Regions from separate parts of the Mus musculus genome. Here all the other regions are linked to region 5. A link is a contact called in public HiCAR-type, HiChIP or PLAC-seq and promoter capture Hi-C data. All regions are on one chromosome and are shown on one strand. Each heading gives the region's core, a stretch centred on a gene start, on an enhancer-like site or on the middle of the called end of the contact. The rest is flanking DNA. Distances are from core to core; before and after follow the strand shown. Region 1 holds the start of Gpam (glycerol-3-phosphate acyltransferase, mitochondrial). Region 2 has its middle 16 kb from the start of Gm31418. Region 3 has its middle 4.3 kb from the start of Gm31418. Region 4 holds the start of Acsl5 (acyl-CoA synthetase long-chain family member 5). Region 5 holds the start of Adra2a (adrenergic receptor, alpha 2a).

Region 1 (3,718 bases), core at 626-3,125, 1.1 Mb before region 5:
GGTTTCTAGAGTCTTTGAAGATCAGGCATTTTAAGCATCCTTTATGACCACCGAGAATCTTTTAGCTATGACTTGTAGATCCAAGAGCAGTCCCCATATTGTGCTAGCCACAGTGAGTGTTCTTCTTCACTTCATGTTTATGTGTTCTTCTTCCCTGAACCTGTGTCTGCAGGTCTCCATGGCTTCTTTTGCCACATAGCTTTCTCCTCTCTGGTACTCTGATGTTGCTCCTGCTTTGACACCCATAGTCTCTCAATTCTATCTCCTCATTTCAGTCTACCTAAACCTGGCTGAATTCCTTCTTTCTGTACTGAAGCCTGATAACTCTCTCTAGGTGATAAGCCAAAGCAAGTACAGGGTTCAGCTCATTGTGTGCCTCCCCTTGGACTGTCGACCTAAGGTACAGAATGTCTGATTCTTGAATGTCACTGTTTTATACTGCCTGTTTGGTTTTTCTTGTATTAAATAAGACAGCAAATTCTCCCCTGTTGCTCCATCTTGACTGGCTAGACTGGTTACTATAAATCACTCTGCTGATAAAATAAATTGCTTAGGGTGCCACCTGTTTCCAAAACAATTTTCATTATGTAACCAGAACTTAGCACGGCAAACCCACATTCACATGCACAGCCACTCTTGTGCAAGAAGAGTCACTATGACTGAGTTTTATGTAAGACACACTTTCCATATGGCTTACATTTTAGAATTTCTTTGTCAGTCTAATTCATTTCTCTTATCTTCTTTATCAATCTAAAGTTTTTCTTCATGCTTTCCTTCCATGCCTGTTTTGTTGTTAGGGCCCCTGTATCCTGTGCACAAAATTTCACAATGTTTTGGGATAAGAAATTACTCTTTGTAGCCAATATACACTCCTTGAGAGCCTTAGTGAAGTATGTTTGTTTTTTTTTTTTGCTAAGGTACATGTGAGGCTAAATCAAGGCAGGGTCCTTGATGAATGGCCACTTCTACTCTCTGGGGTTGTTTCCCAGAAGAGAATATTTGCTTTGTAGGATGGGTTTATAAAGAGAAGTGGAAAGTTCAAGCTAAGGAAATCTAGTTTTTCTTGTTGTGCCTCAGCTCCCAGTATTTACTGGGTGCTTATTATAACATATTAATTAGGACCCTGATGTAAGGCACTGTCGCTGCCATGGGTTTGCAGTCTGACACCGATGGATGAGGACCTGAGACATGGTGCTCTGGTTAATCTTTGAGATGTCGCAGGAGGCTGTGATAATGGAGGAATGGGGTGGAAGGGAAGGCTTGGAGAAGCAGTTCTGGGACTACAGAGTGCTGGGATGAGAGGCAGAAGCACAACAGGAGAGGGACAGCATCTCCGGGCCACAGCAGGGACAACTGCTGGGGACAGAGGGAGAGGAGCGGCCTCTCTGTTTATGTCTGATGTGCTGGGCCCAGGCATTTGGGTTCTAGGGAGCTATGGGCATGTTTTTAGTTATCTTTCAAGCCTTCCTTTGTCTATTCTACATTTTTTTCGCCGTTGCGGGCTCGGTCACTCAGACATTTCACAACGTTGCACTCTGCAGTCCTTGCCTCTTCATTCTTCACAAATTGAGCTTGGTCTCACATACAAAAAGGCAAGATCACGCACAAGTACCTAAACCCACGCAGCCCGAATGCATTCCGCCACAGGACAGGGCCTGGTGCTAGCCTAGGCTAGCTGAGGTCACGCAAGGGAGATGGCAGACAGACAGACAGACCCACCGGCCGATGCACGAAGCATGCAGCTTGGGCAGTGTAGACATCAGGCTCACTCCCCATGCTCTCCGTCCCCACCGTCCCCTTCCTCCAAGCGCCTTACGCTAAGCCTGGCGGCCGGCAGCCCCGACGTCACTGCCGCGCGCCGCCCGCGTCATCGCGGCGCGCCGCTGCAGCAGGCGCAGAGCCGAAGCGCTGGCAGCTGCGTGCGCCCAGGCGCGAGCTGCCGGGCGGGTGGAGAGGAGCGCGGTGCGCTGTGCGCGGTGCGGGCTGCGGCTGCAGACGCCGCTGGGCCGGAGCGCGGGGTCAGGTGCGTGGGTGGGCGCCGCTCTCCCTGGGCCCGCCCGAGGCTTTGCAAGAGTCCGGGGCGGACACCCGGGTTCCCCCTGGAGTGGGCCGGGCTCCCGGATGGGTGGGCACGGTATCGCTCCAGGGACCGGGCTGCAGTGACAGCACCAGCAGGGCTGACATCCCAGCACGCTCCGTCCCGGGGGGCCGGGAGGGAAACCGAGGCAGCGGGGGACTCCGCGAGCAGCTGGCTCCAGGGACCGCCCGCTGACAGCAGCCCCGCGTACCCCACAGTGTCCCGGGCGTGCTATGGAGACCCCTGCCCTCCCTGCAGCCGGACACAGCTGTCGGGTGGCATGCTGCCCATTTTCCAGATGGGAGAAGCAAGGCGTAGTAGTTAACCAACTTGTCCAAATTCACATGCGTGGTGTGCAGACGGGGCCTTGAACTCCAGAGGGGCCCCCTTGCCCCTGCCTGTGGCCCACTGTCAGATTTTGTTTTCTTCCCTGCTCAGCACTGCTGTTTAGAGCCTCTGGGATTCTTTTCTTTTATTCTCCTCCCCTCTCCTGTAAAAAAATCTGGCTTGACCTCAAGTAAACCCTGTGGGGCTGGAGGAGCAAGGCTTGGACGTCTGTTGGCACAAGCCTCCCTTTCCTCCTCCGATCGCCTCATTTCTTTTCTCAGGCTGCAGTGTGCTCCCCCACTCCCGGCCCCCCTCCGTTGTGTGGCCATTCAGAACCGGAAGTTGGTAGGGGGAGGGGGCGTCGAATCTTTATAATAAAGAACTTTTCCCACCAGATGGGGTGCTTTACTGATCTCTGGTGTCAGCTGATTGCTTATGCTGAACGGCTAAGGGCAGATGTTGTTTTGAGGCTAAACAGTTATCGGAGCAAATCCACGTGGGGATTGTAAAGAGTCCAGGTGTTCCTCTTAGAGAACAGTGTTCTCTCACTGAAGGTGGATTTTGATTTTAAGAGAAGAATCTAATGCTGGGGGGCAGGGGGAAGCCAGCAGCTAAAATAATTAAATAAAGATGATATAAGGTTTTTAAAAATTAAAAAAAGCTGCATTCATACATATAAAATGTCTTACCAAGTAAGCTTACGCTGGGGCTGGAGATGTGGCGCAGTGGTTAACAGTCCCGCTGATCTTTCAGAGGATCAGAGTTTGGTCCCAGCACTTGCATCAGGTAGCTCACGACCTAGCTCCAGGGATCTGATGTGCAGTATTGGCCTCCTCCAGCACTCATATGTATATGCCTATACATGCACACACATCCATAAATAAATAATAAAAAAGTTTTTGTCTCTATCCTCCCAGGGATACTCAGTTATTAACAAAAGTGAAATAATTATTCGTTGCAAGCCAGTATTATTACAAGTGCCTTATTTTGAAGTTGTCTTCCTTTTTTTTACAAGTGACTTCTCATGACAGTTTTGCCCAGGAATCTGAAGGCTACAGCTGCTGTATCCTTGTATGTTCGGAAAATACTGGTCTGTGAATGTTGACCTTTGAGGTCAGGGCAGTTTAGCAGACATGTAAACAGATCGGGCCAGATGAGCACTCTACCACCAAGCTATAGCTTTTTGCTGCTACTCACTACACTAGCAATCTGTCAGTTCATGTAATATCTTGTTACTAAGCAGAACTGTGAGGAGATGAGCAGTTTGAGGCCCGGGGTTACTCTCTGGATACTTCCTTGAGTAGTGCTTATTTC
Region 2 (3,950 bases), core at 71-2,570, 1.1 Mb before region 5:
TGTGGAGGAGAGAATTGGCCATAGAGGCACCTCGGGCACAGATGCACCTGGTGCACAGCTTGAAACTGCAGTGTTGTGGTCTGAAGGTGCCACCTTATCTGAAGGTTCACTTGACGGAGTGAAGAGCTGTTCAGATGTCACACTGCAGAACAGGGACATGCTCCAGCGTCTCCATTTTTGGCTCCTTCTTCTACCTCCATAGCTAGACAGACATCTGAGCAGACTCCAGCGTCTGGGCAGTTTTCAGGCCACCCAGCAGCCTCCTGAGTCCAGGTCCCTGGTTCCCAGAAGAGCTTCTTGACCCCTATGTGCCCAGGTTTTCAAAGAAGCTAGCCAGACTCACCAGACCCTGACCCCACGTTGCTCCTGCTCGAGCCCCAAGTTGCTGCACTCTGCTGCACTGTGTGCAAACTCTGCCTGCTCCCTGCTTCCCTCAGTGGCTGTCTTTCAAGTCCTGTGTTCCCTTGTCCTGTATCATGGCTACAGAGAACTGCTAGCCTCCCCCTTTCCCTTGCCCTTGCTGGTGCTGGAGGGACCTTGTTTTCCTTGCCTTCCCTTAGGTGTGTAACCCCCATCCCACCTTTAGAACTTTCTTATGGGCTCTCTCCAGTTCTCCTGATGTCTGGGTTAGGCCAACGTTTTGTTTTGTTTTGTTTTGTTTTCCTTCTGTGAACCCTGGGACACTTGCCTGAATTGCTAGTTTAAGATTTTTGAGCACCAAGCAAGTGAGAAAGAGCTGTGCTAGTTAGAAGTAACAGATGTGGCAGGAGGAGGAGTACGTGTGTGTGTGTGTGTGTGTGGGGGGGGGGGGGTGGGGTGGGGTGGGGGGTGATCCTAAAGCTTTACCCTCCCTGAGATCATTCTTACCCTCTCCTAGGTCTGGTCTGCTCTTCCCCCATCCAGGCCTGGCCTACTTCTGCTCATCAGACCATGCAATTTAGCCCCATTGTTCTGGAAGCTTTGAGTAAGAAGGAACTTTCCCTGTTTCCTTTCCTTTCCTTTTGTGTGTGTTTGGGGGAGGGGGCATGGAGACAGAGAGAGGAGAGGGGAGGAGAATAGGGGGAGAGGGGGAGGGGAGGGGGAGGGAGAGAGAGAGATCAGGAAATAGCTATTGGATTTTCGCAGAGGTTATCACCCCCAGCAAAACCTAAGGGTATCTTCCTGCTGGACAGCCAGCTGGACAGCCTTTCAGCGCTGTGGCGAGAGGCTGATGGGAACGCTCCCCTTCCTGCAGCCATATTTGCTGAAACAGTGAGCCCCGTTCCCCAGCTGCCTCTCCACCCAGGAACAAATAGCTCTCTATGCATAGTTCTGAGCCCTGGACTTGAGAATCCCCTGAAGAATGTTAAGGGGGTTTAGAGTTTCTTAGTAGACACTGCCCTGGTAGGAAGAAAATGGGAGGCGTCAACGTTTTCCTCTGGCCTTTTGACCTAAACAATCAAAGGCCTGTTTCTCAATAGAATTCCCATTCATTGTCCATTCTCTTTCCTTTCCTCTCCCTCCCTCTCCCTGGTCCCCCTTCCCTCCCTCTTCCCAAAGCCAGTTTCTCAGTTTCTCCCCAGCCCACGAGAACAACTGCTCGACCCAAGTATGTCATTTGTTTCACATCTACGTAAGGATCCATCTGGAAAACAGAGGCATCCGAAAAGCAGAGGCAGAAAATGAAAACATCAGTCTAGCCTTAAAACATTTGAAGACACTTCTTCAGGCTTTTGCTTTTCTCATGCATATTTATGAAAACTGAGAACACATCTGCTAGACTGTTGTTCTGTGACAATGCACCACAAGTAATTACCAACTTAGAGAGTATTGCTTGCTTACTTATTGCAAGGGAATGTACCCCTGTTACAGGTGAGAAGCAAAATAAAAGAATAAAACAGGTAGCATGGGAAAATCAACAGAAACACTAAAACTCACCCTCTAGAGACAACTAGCACAAAGTAGGAATTCATTCGTTTCTGAAGATACATGCTTAGTAAGGAGGTCTGCACCTGTTATCCCAGCACTTAGGAGGCTAAGGAAGAAGTGTGCATTTCAATCTAGCCTAGGCTTCATAGTGAACCACTGTCTTGAACAACAACAAAACACATAATAGTGTGTATATGCAGACACATAGACTTATATGTGTGTGTGTGTATTAAAAACATAGTCGTGCCCTAATAGAACACTACTGCTGTCATTTTGTTAAATGGACACGATGTGCCTGAAAGCTACCTTCTAAGTAGTTCTGTTCACATCCACAGGTTAGTGATGCTATCGGCCTTAATCACAGACGCTTCCTTGTGCTGTCTGTGGTGGTTGCTAAAGACTCCCAACTGGTCCAAGTGCTTAGAATAAGTAACTCTGGAATGCTCAACCTTAAATGGGACATCTCTCTCTCTCTCTCTCTCTCTCTCTCTCTCTCTCTCTCTCTCTCTCTCTCTCTCTCTCTCTCTCTCTCTCTCTCTGTCTCTCTCTCTCTGTCTCTCTCACACACACACACACACCCGTGATGCCAACCCTTCAAGGCTGAGGGCACCAGGAAAGAGGGGGAGGGGAGGGCATGCTATGGAATGCCTGCCGCTTTTGGGCATGCCATGCCCACTCCGTTCTGGGACTCTCAGCAGCTGTGCTTACCAGCCCCTGATTGGCACAAAGCACAGCCTGTCCACATCCTCTCATGGACAGGAGAGAAGCTCACGAGGCTAGCCCCTCCCTGAGGAGGCTAGCCCCTCCCTGAGGATCTACAAGCAAGGAGTGGTTGCTGGGGAAGGGGGGTACATTTTCTTCAGTGGTGTAGTTAATGGTAAGTTGCCCATGTTCCTGTAAGTAGACATAACTGAATTTACTGGGTCACCAAGCACAACAAACACACACGGGAAGGCGGAAGGAAGATTAGCTGGGAATAGGATTAAGAAGGGGTAAGAGAAATACTGTGGTTTTTGAACTTGGGGTTAAGGGTCTCCTAACAATGGGAGTGGGGGGTGTCTCTGACTCTTTTATCTGTCCCTTGGAACCCCTTTTTTCCCCTATTGTGTTCTTGGTCCAGCCTTGCTATAACGGCTTTTGCCTAGTCTTACTGTGTCTTGTTATGCTGGTTGGTTGCTATCCCTGGGAGGCCTGTTCTTTTCTGAAGGAAAAATGCGGAAGAGGAGTGGATCTTGGGTAAGGGGAGGTAGGGAGACTTGGAGGAGTAGAGAGAGGGACACTACAATTGAGACGAATAAATAAAAAGAAAAATAAATTTAAAAAAGAAAGGGCAAGAGACAGTAAGAGAGAATATTAATGTGAAAATGTCACAGTATACCCACTGTTAAGTATAGTTTATATTCACTAAAAAAAAAAAAAAACCAAAAAACAACAACAACAAAAAAAAACCAATAAAAACAAAAACGGAAACAAAACTTGAAAAAAAAAACCCACAGCTTAAGCTTTTAGTTTTAGGAAACTTAAAGCAGGGTCACAAGGTACATTCACGGAGGCCATTGATGACCTCTTATAGGATGACAGTACAAAACCATCTGTGTTTTATTAGAGAAGTAGTGTGTGCTGTGTGCAGACGCTGTTGATCCATGGAGCCTATTTAATAACCTATTCCTTTGCCTACCTCCTCTCTGGAGCTCACAAAGTACAAAGTATTCCTCTCTTGCAGCAAGGGTGGCCTTAGATGATCCTTCCAGTGTCAGGCTGAATTTGCATCATTTTTTAATGTGGGATGTGCAGCGTCTCTGACCTCCATCACCGCGCAGTGAGCACTGTGTTTGGGATGTGGTTTGTCCCCCTGAGATGTGTGTGCTAGAGGCTGCTCCTCAGTGCAGATGTGTGGGGTGCTGGGACCTTTAAGAGGGGCTGAGTGGCGAGGTGGTTGGATCTCTGAGGCCTCAGGAGGGATTAATGCTGGCCTCCTGGAGCTAGTTATTGAAAGTGAACTTGGTTCCCATTGTCCTTTTCAGAGATTCTGCAGCTAGTTC
Region 3 (3,458 bases), core at 181-2,680, 1.1 Mb before region 5:
GCTAAGGAACTCAAATTAAAGGACTGTCCTTTTTTTGGTTAATCTTATTAGAATCATAGTAGATCATAGAAGGAGAAAAATTATTTATATCTGTAATTAAATCCTATGTTTCTCCTTGATATTTAAACCTTGTTTTCCCCATCTGTAAAATGGGCACAGCACTTCTTTCATGAAAGTGACTTTGAGAAAAGAGATTCTGTGGTGGACTTACTGTGTTTTCAGCACATGGAACAGGGTGAACAGGGAAGCAAAGAAAACCAGTTGCCCTTGGACAAGCTAAATATGAATGGTGCACCAGGCATTAAAAGCAGCAGGCCATTTGTGTCTTTGGAGAGGACAAAGGACTTAGAAGGGAGTGGTATCCAGTCATGAAAGGGCTGTTTGGTGAACTACAGTGTTTGTATGCTTCACTTCAGCGGGCATGCAGCAGTGGCCCTGCATGGGCTAAGGATCTGCTTACTATGGGGCTCAGAATCTGTGAACAAGAGAAGCTGGACCGCGTGGTTCCCTCAGACCGAGTTGTTCATGCTGACATCTAAGATGCTCTTGAACAAGCAAATGGCAAGGGAGAGGCTTGTGATTCTTTTTCTGTTGCTTTTCTGTCTTACTTCTCCTGGAGAGAGGCTGACCCAGAAGAAAGCACGGGTGCACCTCCTCTTAGGAGACCTCCTGAATTCTTCCCTGCCGGCAGTGACAACTCCCTTCTCCCTTTGCTTTGTCTCAGGAATTATGTCGCTCCTGTAGCCAGCATCCCACATCCCCTTCCTTCAAATCCCACAGGAATAGCTTGGGTGATAAACCCATCCAGAATATTGTTTTCTGCTGGGGAAGTTCTGAGATCAGGAGCCTAGGAGGTGAGCTGGGAGCTGAAGCTTTGGAGATGGGCTCATGGTCTCTTCCTTGGTCGCCCATGCGTGTTCCCAGAGCTGCCCACTTGGCCTGCCCTGGTAGTACCAGGTGTCTTGTCTACTATCTTTTATGAATTCTCAGGCCAGGACATTAGAGAGTGCGCTTTAAAAACTTGGTTAGCATATTTCCCAGACAAAAACAGTGGCCAGGAAGGCAGTTGGAAGGTTAGGGATGAAAGGAGGACTGCAGGCCTCGGGCTCCTGAGCCACGCAGAAGGAGCCTCCCCGCCTTTCCAGTAGGGGTCTGCACCGCTGACCCTCACCACGCCTCCACCCAGTCTCTGACAGCCAATCAACTCTCTTCATTTCCTTTTCCCTATCTGGGGCCTCACTCCTGCCTTAGTCAAGCCCTGACCATTGCTTTCTGGGCACAAGGGGTAAAGAGACCTCGCTGGGGCCTGGTTGTTTTAGCCAAAGATGCTCGAAGGAAACAATTACTGGCAGGACGGACCAGCACTGTGAATTCAAGGCCCAGAACACTCGGCACTTGTATTCTGGATTTTAAACTCCTCATTGGATGGGCACTCAGAGGATCAAATGTTGAGAAAGGAACAAAGAAGCTGTGCAGAGGAACTCTACACCAGGAGATTTCCAAAGGCAGTTCAGATGGCCCATTATTCTCCAAGGCAACCGCACGCCTGCCTCTCTCTCTCCATTCTGGAGAACTTGACAGTAACATTGCAGGGGGTGGGGTGGGGGTTGTCCATTGTCAACATTCAGTTCCCAGAACCCGATCCACCCCACTTCAGTGCCATCCAGTTCTTCAATTGCACTTAGATGTGGAATGGGGTTCTGGGGTGTCATGCTGGGTGTGATAATGAGAGCACCCAGTCCCTGTTCCTGGGTGCTTCCTCAGGGGCCCCAGTGACAGCAGATGCTGCCACAGGCCTGGCTTTTGCCTTTCCTACCCTTCTGGCTGTCTCACTACACTGACCTCACTTCAAAGCTTTGCTTTGTCTCCACCCAGAATGGGGGCGTGGCTGTGTATTGGGCTTCAAGTGTCTTGCCACAAACCAAGGCAGTCAACCATTCCCCAACCCCCAAAACAGCAAACAAACACCCAAACCAAACTAAAGAAAAACATGGCACCCCTACTACCACCACCACCAATCACATAGATTGCTCCACCCTAGGCCAGGGCGTCCCTTTCCCAGTGAACCCTTACGCTAGCCTCTCTGCAGAGGAGGGGTAGTTGTCATGGGCTACTTGAACATTGCTGGTAACGCTATGTATTTTGAGTCAATTCCAAGTAGCAACTTGGAAGAACAAGGGCCTGGGAAAATGAAAGCCAGGGGACCAGGCAGCAGCAGAAGGCTGGCTCCCCCTCCCCTCTCCCAGATGGAGCTCCATGGGACTTGTAAGAGATGCTGAGATTTTGTTTACAAATCCCCAAGCACTTTGCCACACTCTTAGTCCCTACTGAATCACATGTTATTGTCTTGTACACTGATGCTTAGGGTGAGCTTGCTGGATGGGTGGAATTCCCCACACCAGGCAGCATAGCGGGCACCCTTAGATAACAGAGAATGTGTCGTGGGTCTGATAAGCATCACTTTGGGTCCTTAGCACTTTGCTTCCTCAGCACCCCGTCAGTAGGCCAACATCCCTGACCCACCTCTAATTAGTCCCAGGACTCTGCAACAAGGCAGAGCCACTCCATTTAAGGAATTCACATCCCAGAAGAGGGGACAGGTCACTAACAGGAACTGCATGTGACATTGGAGAGTGGAACAGTGCAGTGTGTCACGGGGCAACCGTGTCTCTACTTTGACCTTCACTCCCTTCTCTGCCCTTGTCGTAGTTTGTCTTCTTTCTTAGCTGAGCCTCTAAGCTATTTCTCCAGCAATCTCTAGTGGTTCCTAACACTCATAGATTTACATAGGCAATGCCTTTCCCAGTAAACTAAGGATAAATTTGCAAGGGGTGTATGTGTGTGTGTGTGTGTGTGTGTGTGTGTGTGTGTGTGTGACCACATGTGTCCAGGTATATGTGTAAGGATGTGAATGTGTAGGCTAAGGTCAAGTGTTGTACCTCAGGCAGTATCCGCCTACCTTTTGAGACATAGTCTCTCACTAGGACCCAGGGCCAGCCAATTAGGCAAGACTGGCTGGAGAGTGAACTCCAGGCATCTGCTTGTCTCTGCCGTCCCAGGGGCAGAACTAGAATGTGTGCACCATCATGCTGTGGTGAATATTATTTGTGGGTTTTTATCCCACCTTAGATAATTTAGTAACCAAGAAACACAAGAAGCTTTGTATTTATAATAAGTTTTAGAGCTGAACAGAGATCAACCCTTTGTGTTATTTTGTCTGTTTCTTGTTTCTTTTGTCTGTTTCAATTATCTCCGAGATATCACTTGCCAGGCTATACCTGGTCTGTTCCTACAACAGACTCGTGTGCTCATGATCCACCAACCCCAGGGTACCTTCCTCCTCCTTCCTCCTCTCTCCCCATGGTCTTTGCCTCAGATCCCAAGCCTGACATGAGAAGCCCTGCCCACCTCTCTCGGTCCAGCTAAAGACCGTAGGCATCTTATTTTAACCAATAGTT
Region 4 (3,824 bases), core at 830-3,329, 1.2 Mb before region 5:
TACTATGTGCTGGCAGTGAACTCAGTTCTCTGCCCTTCTGTAGCATACTGTCCCAGGACGTGCCTCTTCACTGTGAGGTAGCACTGAGGTGCACAGAGGCACACTGATATTGTGGAAGGTATCTTTGCCCTAAATAACTAGCATATACCCAGGCATATAACCCCAGCACTTGGGCAGCTGAGACAGGCAGATGGCCAGCCCCACCTGCCTAAGAAGTAAAGTGAAAAATCAGTTTCAAAATAAATAAATAAATAAAATAAAATAAAATTGTAATATAGCTTGGCTGAAATTTCGTTTATCTGAACAGTATTTTTTTTAATTAAATTGAATATGCTTCTCTGGGTTATAGGAGCTGCAATTTTTTCTAGTGTCTCCAACACCAATATCCCATAAATACACCAGCTACTTCGCCTGCCTAAGTAAGCTACCTGCTTTTCTCAAAGCGCCTGCATTTACAGCTATTGTTTTATTTAGTCTATTGTGCCTTTCATTGGTAGAGACGGACACATGAGTGATGCTCACAAGATTTTATACTGTTCCTTCCAAGGTGAATTCTAAAATTACCTGAAATAACTGCCATGTGCACACAGAGGGCGGGGTCAGAATCCACTGCCTTCTATCTCCAGTTTTTAAACCTGACCAATGCTTTATTTTATTTTAGACCCTGCCTCTTACAAGGCACCAATCAACTGTAAGTAGGAAGTTTAGATTCAACCCTGCCATTCAGACTAGACTGTCAAAGGGGAGGGGGAGGGGCGATACCACTAGGAGGTATCAAAGCCCAGCTCCTGCAGCCCCTTTTCAAGGCTCCCAAAACCCTTTAAGAGCATCTTAGGTCTAACCAGTGTTTATAGCTCTGAAAAGAGACCCAGCTTCATTCGGCCTGTATCTCCATCTCTTTGGACTGATTCCTTAGCTCTTACCATCAGAGGGAGTCAAAACTCAGTGAAAATCAGGGTTAACCCCCCACCCCCACCCCCCAGCCCACCCCAGGGAGCTATGCCGCCACGTGCTCGGGTCTGCCAAAAGGTCTCTGCTTGTATTCCACCCCTTAAGAGAAAGTCCCTCCCTGTGTCCTCTTCCTCCTTCCCCTCATCCCTCCTGATGCAGAGGAGCCCTCCACTCCCAGGCAGAGAGAGCATGGCGCGCACACGTGGAGGCACAGCAAGCTTTGAATTCCAAGCAGCTTCCTGAAGTGGGCAGGGAGGAGGGATTTGGGATGCCTCTGTCACGCGTGCAGGAGCCCCGTCCTAGGATCACACCCGGCTCCAGATCCCTTACCCTGGGAAGGGCCGCACGCACGCCTTGGAGCTTCCGAGTGAGGCTTTCTGGCTCCGGCTTCTTGCTGGCAGGAGAGCCTCGGTCCTCCCTTCCTCACCCCGGGCTTCTCCGCGGGCAGGGTGACTTCAGAGCGTCCATGCAGGCAGGCAGGCAGGCAGCCTGGCTAGTGGCCCCACTTCTGCCCTGCCCTGATCTGTCCCAGCCAGGCCATAGCCGGGCTTTCTGACATGCTGGTGCTGGGGACTTCACTTCCTGGTTTGGCTTTTTTTTCCCTCCTCCTTCACAACTGAAAGTGGAACCGCTTTTGACTAGGAGGAGACAGATATCCAAAGCTACCCTAGCCGGTTTTCAAAGCCTTTAACCTCAATCCCCAGGGGCTGAAACACGAGCCACCTTTGCATCAACACAGTCCACCTGCTCCCGCTGGTCCCACTAGCTCTTCTCCAAGATGAAAATCCAAATGAAAACGAGTTGAGGTGGCCCTGGGTTCATTGCCAGAGAAACGGAGGTGACGTTGTTCCCCGCTGCGTTCGCAGGACAGGAAAGTCCAGCTAGAGGGACCTCCGCCCTTAGGTTAGATGCAGCACGACTGTCTCTTTCTCTGTGTAGCTCCTTTCGCCAGTCCCCAGACCTCCCTGATTCAAAAAGCCAGGCACCTCTGCACCTCGCAGAGACAACAGAATAGATAAATAAGCCAGGAACCACGGGGGCAGAGAGCCATTCAGTTGAAGTGGCTCCCTTTCCGCAGACACACCAGCTCAGCTCCGGCTCTCACCCCGCCAAGTTTAAGGATGAAATGTGTTCTGTGACCCCTCTTACACCTCAGCATTATCCGGGTTCACAGTTGTCTTAATCGATCACCCTTTGAGGTTCTGGTCTCCCAGGGACACAAGGAGACCTCGGTCTCAGAATTGGAAGAGAGATGACAGGTTCTGCCCCCTCCCTCTCCCCCACTCCCGCTGCAACCTCACGACACGCAGAATCAAGTAGCATTTTCCCGGCCTTGATCCCTCCAAGGATTGACAGGAAGTTCAAGGTGAAGACTTCACTAGAGTGCTAGCCTACCTTAGGATTCCTTCTTTGTGCAGAGAGCACCCCATACCCACCCACCCCTGCTATAAAGACCAGGAAAAACAAACCGGTGCCACACCTCAGAGACCTGCAGGTCTGACCCCTTGGGAAGGACGGATAGAGGTGCCTCTAGCTTTTGTTTAATTTTGGAGCTCAGCTTCCCAGGAGACTTTTCTCCCCCCCCCCCCCGGCGTCCCCCCCCCCCCCAGGAAAACCTCAGGTGGGAAAGTGCATGCCAAGCCTCAGATGTCTATCTAGGATATCTATCTCTGGTTTCTAAGTCCTGTTTTATCCCATCTCCCATAGCAGGAGCACACCAACTAGTCTAATTGTTGTTTTTGACGTCATGGATCTCTAGAATTAAGTGTCCGTTTCAGCAAGGGCTGGGTCATTCTAAGATCTTGTTGTCTTGTCTTTCCATCCAGTTCCACCGCATGGTAATGACACTCTAAATGTTTCCCACATGGGGAGGATTCTGACATCGCCCAAGATTTCTATACGATGGAGCAGACCGTAGAGACAGACTAGGTCAACTATAGCTCTACCACTAGCTATACTAGTGGGTTAGGCATACTACTCCCCTTATAGGAGATGCTCCTAATGTCACCACATACCCTGCCTTTAGGATGCTTTCCAGACCCTAAGAGTGTCACAACCCGGAAGTCCTTCCTCCCTCCGGAGACATCAACAATTGTTAAGTGGCTCCTCTTAAGAATTTCTGAATGGAAGATGAAAGAAACCTGCATCCTTGCTCCAACTTTACCCTTTACAAAAGGCTTTATACCCTCACATTCTCTTCCAATTCTTTTGATTTTTTTTTCCTCTTCTAAGAGTCAAGTGGCTCAAATGTTTTCCTTTCAAATTGACATCTTTCTTTGCCTCCCACACAAGTGAGCTGAGAGATTATCACCCCTGTTATGAAAGAGCTTTAGTCAGGTTACAGATGAATACACACTCACTTTCTCCCCCGCCATATCTATCTACTCCCTCTAGCCCATAGGCCAGAGAAGGCAGCTTACCTCTTGAGAATGGTCACAGCAGCTAGGTTGAGGAATGGCTTCTCTTGCAGCTAGCTCTCTCTGTTCAGCACCACATGAAGCTGCCTCTGCCTTTCCACGCTCCAGGACGAGGCGCACCTGAAGCCACCGGATCTTGCTCTGAGTGTCCTGCCAGCTGCTCTGGAACCTTTGGACCTGTTTCGATAGAGGTGCAAAGGTAGAAGTTACCTGCTCACTCAGAGTCACCTCTGACAGAAGTGGAGAATTTGGCAAAAGGTTAAACAAGAGATTGTTAGGCAATGGATTTAAGAGGGGGAAGAAAAAAATAGAGCAATTGGCTCAGAAAGCTGCCATTGAATGGGGTGGAACTTTTTAAAGGTCAGCTTCAGGGAAGGGACAGGCATGCGTATGACTTTGCATAGGAGTTTTCTCCCCCCCCCCCCCCCCAATCTATGGGTCTGAGACAGGAAGAGG
Region 5 (3,855 bases), core at 1,309-3,808:
CAACAACCAGCAAAAGGGCTCATGTGTCCCTCTCAGCCAGAACTTTACACATTGTAACAAAAGGTCTCAAAGGCCACGGAGCTCCCTCCCAGCTGGGTAGGTCCGGGGTTTCAGAGTGCTAGGGGCTGCATGCGTAGACGCACCCCCTCGAAGCCCAGGGCCTGCGTCTGACCATTGTCTGCACGCAGGGCAAGGCCCATGCGCTCACACGATGCGTTTTCTGTCCCCACGGCAGAGGATCTTCTTGAAGGCGCGTCGGAAGTCGTGGTTGAAGATGGTGTAGATAACAGGGTTCAGCGAGCTGTTGCAGTAGCCGAACCAGAAGAAGAAGTTGAAGAGCTGGCTGGGCACCGGGCAGCCGACCGCTATGAGCGTGTAGGTGAAAAAGAACGGAAACCAACACACCACGAACACGCCGATCACCACCGCCAGCACGAACGTGAAGCGTTTCTCCCGGTTTTGCCTCCCGCGCCAGCGCGACGCTTTGGCGCCCCCGCCGCGCTCCTCTCCGTGCCCGGACCCCGAAGCCCCCGGCCCCGCGGCCCCGGGCCCGCGCCGCGGCAGACTGTCCCCCGGCTTCACCTGACTCGCCCGGGTCTTGCCCTTGGCTCGGGGGCCGCGGTCGGGTCTGCGGGGCCCCGGGGGCCGCTCGGCGTGCTCGGACGACGAACTCTCCTCTAGGTCCAGCGCATCCCCATCGCGGGGCCCGGCGGGCGCGGGCTCCCCCGGGGCACCGTTAAGCTGGGTGGGCAGCGGCTCCGCCTCAGCGCCCGTGGGACCCGCGCCGCGCTCCGGGCCCAGCCCGTTGGGCCTGCGATCGGCGCCCCCCGGCGGCGCGGAACAGGCGTCCGGACCCCGGCGGCTGGGAGGCACGCGGGTGCGACGCTTGGCGATCTGGTAAATACGCACGTAGACCAGGATCATGATGAGGCAAGGCGCGAAGAAGGAACCGATGGACGAGGAGATGACATACCACTTCTGGTCGTTGATCTTGCAGCTTGGCTCGGCCGGCTGCTGCCCGCCGCCAGCGCCCTTCTTCTCTATGGAGATGAGTGGCGGGAAGGAGATGACAGCCGAGATGACCCACACGGTGACAATGATGGCCTTGATGCGACGCGGCGTGCGCTTCAGGTTGTACTCGATGGCCTGCGTGATGGACCAGTAGCGGTCAAGGCTGATGGCGCACAGGTGCACTATGGACGACGTGCAAAAGAGCACGTCGAGAGCCAAATAGATCTCACACCACACCTTACCAAAGTACCAGTAACCCATAACCTCGTTGGCCAAAGAAAAGGGAATGACCAGCGTGGCCACCAGGATGTCCGCTGAGGCCAGGGACACCAGGAAGAGGTTTTGGGGAGCTTTGAGCGCGCGACTGGTGAACACCGCGATAATAACCAGCACGTTGCCAAATACTGTGAACAGCATGAGCAGGCCAGCCAGGCAAACCAGCGTCAGTGTCACCTGCAGGGAGTAAGGGGTGGCTCGGGTGCCGCCTCCGGGCGCTTCGGTCCCGTTCCAGCTGCTGTTGCCGGCATCCGGCTGCAGTGAGCCCATGGGCGCAAAGCTGCCCTCGGCCAGCGGCTGCTCCTGGCGGAACATGAACGCGGGTGCTGGTTCTCGTGGGCCTGCTGCCAGCTGCCTTCCGGCCCCGCGTCCGTGGGTCCTCCTCTTCCTCCGGTGCGGGGTTCGTCCCGCCGCGCCTCACATAAGGAAGAGGGCCGCAGGGAGCTCGGGCCCAAGCTGGGGACCGCTAGTGGTCCATGGACTGGAGCCCGCGAACTGGCACCGGTTCGTCCTTCCGACGCTCCGGGTGGGTGCTTTCTCTCTCCCAGCTCCTCAAACACAGCCAAGTTTTATTTCTAAGCGGCAGGATCGAGTAGGGCCAGCTGGTGGTTAGAGATTTTATTCTTCAAGAAAAGAGAAAAGAAATTATCGGTGGCCTGATGATTTGGAAAGATGTCAGAAATTTATACAAATGCATTTAGCTAGTCATCTATACCTTGATTCTTAAGCTGAGCGAAAGCATGAAGTCTTACCCCAAGAGGCAGCGGAGGGGTGTTGGTGTGGGCTCGGAGTCCTAGGTCTGTCTTCTTATACCCTCGAAGAGATTTCCAACTCCGTCGCTACCCTCCAGGCGGGGTGGCGAGGGCTGGGCCGGACCTCCGGCGAAGGCGCGGACTCTGCCTCCTCTAGGAGCCCCACGGGACTTCCAAAGTTGTGCGCTCTGCTGGGGCTGGGACTCTGTACACAGAGCTCGGGGGCGGCGGCGGTGGGGTGAAGGGTGTGGGGGCCGCATGAAGCCGCACCCCCACCACCACCACCTCGGTCCTCAGGGCCAAGCTAGGTGAGCGACCGGCTCTCCAGGAGCCGCGGCGGAGCCAAGGGTGGCTGCTAGCCGCGATCTGGGTGGGCGCTGAGCGCCACAGACCCGGCGGGGGTCGGAGGGCCGCGTGAGTTTTCGCAGGACCGCAGGACTTGGAGCTGGAGGCGCTGGGTGGCTGGGCGGTGTGCGCCGGCTGCTGGGCGTCTGCACGGAAGCGGGAGCCGAGGCTGCTCCGCCGCTCTACGCTGGACTGGTTTTATAGCCCCAGGATGAAGCCGGCGTTGCCGAGCAGCCGGCGTCAGCCCCCACGTGGGAAGTCGACCCTCCTCCGCCCCTCGCGCCTCCCCTCCTTAGGTCTAGAGCCCGCACCCGAGTCGGACCCGGGAGAGCGCTGCCTCTGGGACCCGGCTTTTGGAAAGACGGGTACAGGGAGCGAGGGGCAATAAGAGAGAGCCTAAGGAGTGGGGAGCGGCCCCTGCTGGGAGTTGGCCGTTCGGCTACTAGCTGGCCCAGGAGACAGTAGCAGGCGCCCAGCGGTACACCGATCTAGCTGGGTTTTAGCAGAAGAGGGTGCCAGGGTGCTGGGACCCGAATTAGGAGATGCAGAGTGGCATAAGAGTCGCTGGCGAGCAGCCCCGCCCCAGGTCAAGCGCAGGTGCTTCTGGTGACTGGGATGAAAGGGATCCCGGAGAGGTAAGCGTGTGCGGGTTCCTAAGGAACCACTGGAGCGGAATGGACCAGCATCCACGAGAGCAGACCAGGCCGGAGTTATCCATACTTAGGGAAGAGAAGGCCTCCTATCCTAGCAGCTGCCGGGACTCTCAAGGCCTGGACTCTGCACTGCGCCCCTTTGAAAGGCGGTGGGGAAGGGTCCTGGAGGGGTAGGCCCTGAGCCATGACAGAACGAGAGCGCACTGACACCTGCTGGCCGCTGGTCGTCACGGCTGGAAAGCGACTTAAGGGCTCCAGGCTCCTCTGGAGTCCTTTCCTCCATTTTTCTCCTATCTTGGGGGCAAGTTTGGACTAAGCTGGGGCGGCGGGGGTGGGGGGGGGGGAGGGGACACGGACAGATTTCAAACTGCACTATGTCATGATGCAGAAATCTTCAGGTTGTATAGATCTACCTCTGATGAGAGTAAGGCTCGGAACCTTCTACAGATGTGAGAGTCCTGGATCTTCCTCTCTGCTTGCCTGGCTTTAAACTACTGGGAACCGTTAAGCATTAGTTGAGGCACAGCTACTTTATGAAGAGCGCCATGACATTATAGGTAGATGTAAGCCTTACGCTGTTTTAATCAGTACCTACTGTGTGCACGAATTAAAGTATTACACTGAACTCCACAAATGTATAGGATTATTATGTGTTTGTCAAAAAGGGGTTTCTGATTATGGAAATAGAAAAGTTAACTATCCTGACTTGGTCATTACATACTGTGTGTAATATTGAATTAACATACAGTATCTTACACATCTGTACAATTAAACGTGAAAGAAAAACATCTTATTAGACTCTATCCCCACTTACATGG

The links. Promoter capture Hi-C pulls out the DNA fragments that hold promoters and counts their contacts. HiCAR-type assays count read pairs that join an accessible place to other places. HiChIP or PLAC-seq counts read pairs in DNA pulled down with a chosen protein or histone mark.
Region 1: a HiCAR-type map of astrocytes shows a contact between it and region 5, with 7 times the contacts expected there. The contact joins the promoter of Gpam here to the promoter of Adra2a in region 5. A contact is called at or near these places in 14 of 39 promoter capture datasets (the 3T3-L1 cell line, 3T3-L1-derived adipocytes, the HPC-7 cell line and 9 more), 7 of 484 Hi-C or Micro-C datasets (bone marrow-derived macrophages, cranial neural crest, embryonic fibroblasts and 1 more), 17 of 115 datasets of contacts at active chromatin or transcription factors (VIP interneurons, astrocytes, craniofacial prominence and 10 more) and 1 of 9 other capture datasets (liver).
Region 2: a contact with region 5 is called in an H3K27ac HiChIP or PLAC-seq map of embryonic stem cells, with 11 times the contacts expected there. The contact joins the enhancer-like site here to the promoter of Adra2a in region 5. A contact is called at or near these places in 10 of 39 promoter capture datasets (the 3T3-L1 cell line, cranial neural crest, embryonic stem cells and 4 more), 5 of 115 datasets of contacts at active chromatin or transcription factors (embryonic brain, embryonic forebrain, embryonic stem cells and 1 more) and 1 of 9 other capture datasets (embryonic stem cells).
Region 3: a promoter capture Hi-C map of liver shows a contact between it and region 5, with 5 times the contacts expected there. The contact joins the enhancer-like site here to the promoter of Adra2a in region 5. A contact is called at or near these places in 18 of 39 promoter capture datasets (the 3T3-L1 cell line, 3T3-L1-derived adipocytes, the HPC-7 cell line and 12 more), 8 of 115 datasets of contacts at active chromatin or transcription factors (SST interneurons, craniofacial prominence, differentiating embryonic stem cells and 4 more) and 1 of 9 other capture datasets (embryonic stem cells).
Region 4: a contact with region 5 is called in an H3K27ac HiChIP or PLAC-seq map of embryonic stem cells, with 7 times the contacts expected there. The contact joins the promoter of Acsl5 here to the promoter of Adra2a in region 5. A contact is called at or near these places in 12 of 39 promoter capture datasets (the 3T3-L1 cell line, the HPC-7 cell line, the SN4741 cell line and 7 more), 1 of 484 Hi-C or Micro-C datasets (embryonic stem cells), 12 of 115 datasets of contacts at active chromatin or transcription factors (T-cell acute lymphoblastic leukemia, acute myeloid leukemia, embryonic stem cells and 6 more) and 3 of 9 other capture datasets (adipose tissue, embryonic stem cells and liver).

Annotation. Positions count from the first base shown.
Region 1 is chr19:55,097,634-55,101,351 of GRCm38.p6, reverse strand. Gpam (glycerol-3-phosphate acyltransferase, mitochondrial) reads left to right here and starts at 1,875. Exons shown (of 21, transcript NM_008149.4): 1 at 1,875-2,023. It overlaps Gm31356 (a long non-coding RNA gene), which reads right to left and starts at 1,809. Exons shown (of 3, transcript XR_001782666.2): 1 at 1,720-1,809.
Region 2 is chr19:55,141,176-55,145,125 of GRCm38.p6, reverse strand. No RefSeq gene overlaps it. Among named protein-coding and RNA genes, the nearest start is that of Gm31418, 16 kb to the right of the region's middle. Within about 2 kb of position 1,320, at least 40 of the 459 cell types and tissues checked have an H3K27ac peak or open chromatin away from gene starts, as enhancers often do. A contact at or near this core is called in embryonic forebrain, embryonic stem cells, liver and 1 more, where this site is marked.
Region 3 is chr19:55,121,188-55,124,645 of GRCm38.p6, reverse strand. It overlaps a transcript of Gpam not described here. Among named protein-coding and RNA genes, the nearest start is that of Gm31418, 4.3 kb to the left of the region's middle. Within about 2 kb of position 1,430, at least 60 of the 459 cell types and tissues checked have an H3K27ac peak or open chromatin away from gene starts, as enhancers often do. A contact at or near this core is called in liver and stem cell-derived neural progenitor cells, where this site is marked.
Region 4 is chr19:55,251,624-55,255,447 of GRCm38.p6, reverse strand. It overlaps Acsl5 (acyl-CoA synthetase long-chain family member 5), which reads right to left and starts at 2,079. Exons shown (of 22, transcript NM_027976.2): 1 at 1,282-2,079.
Region 5 is chr19:54,043,962-54,047,816 of GRCm38.p6, reverse strand. It overlaps Adra2a (adrenergic receptor, alpha 2a), which reads right to left and starts at 2,558. Exons shown (of 1, transcript NM_007417.5): 1 at 1-2,558. The coding sequence starts at 1,602. The coding sequence ends at 205.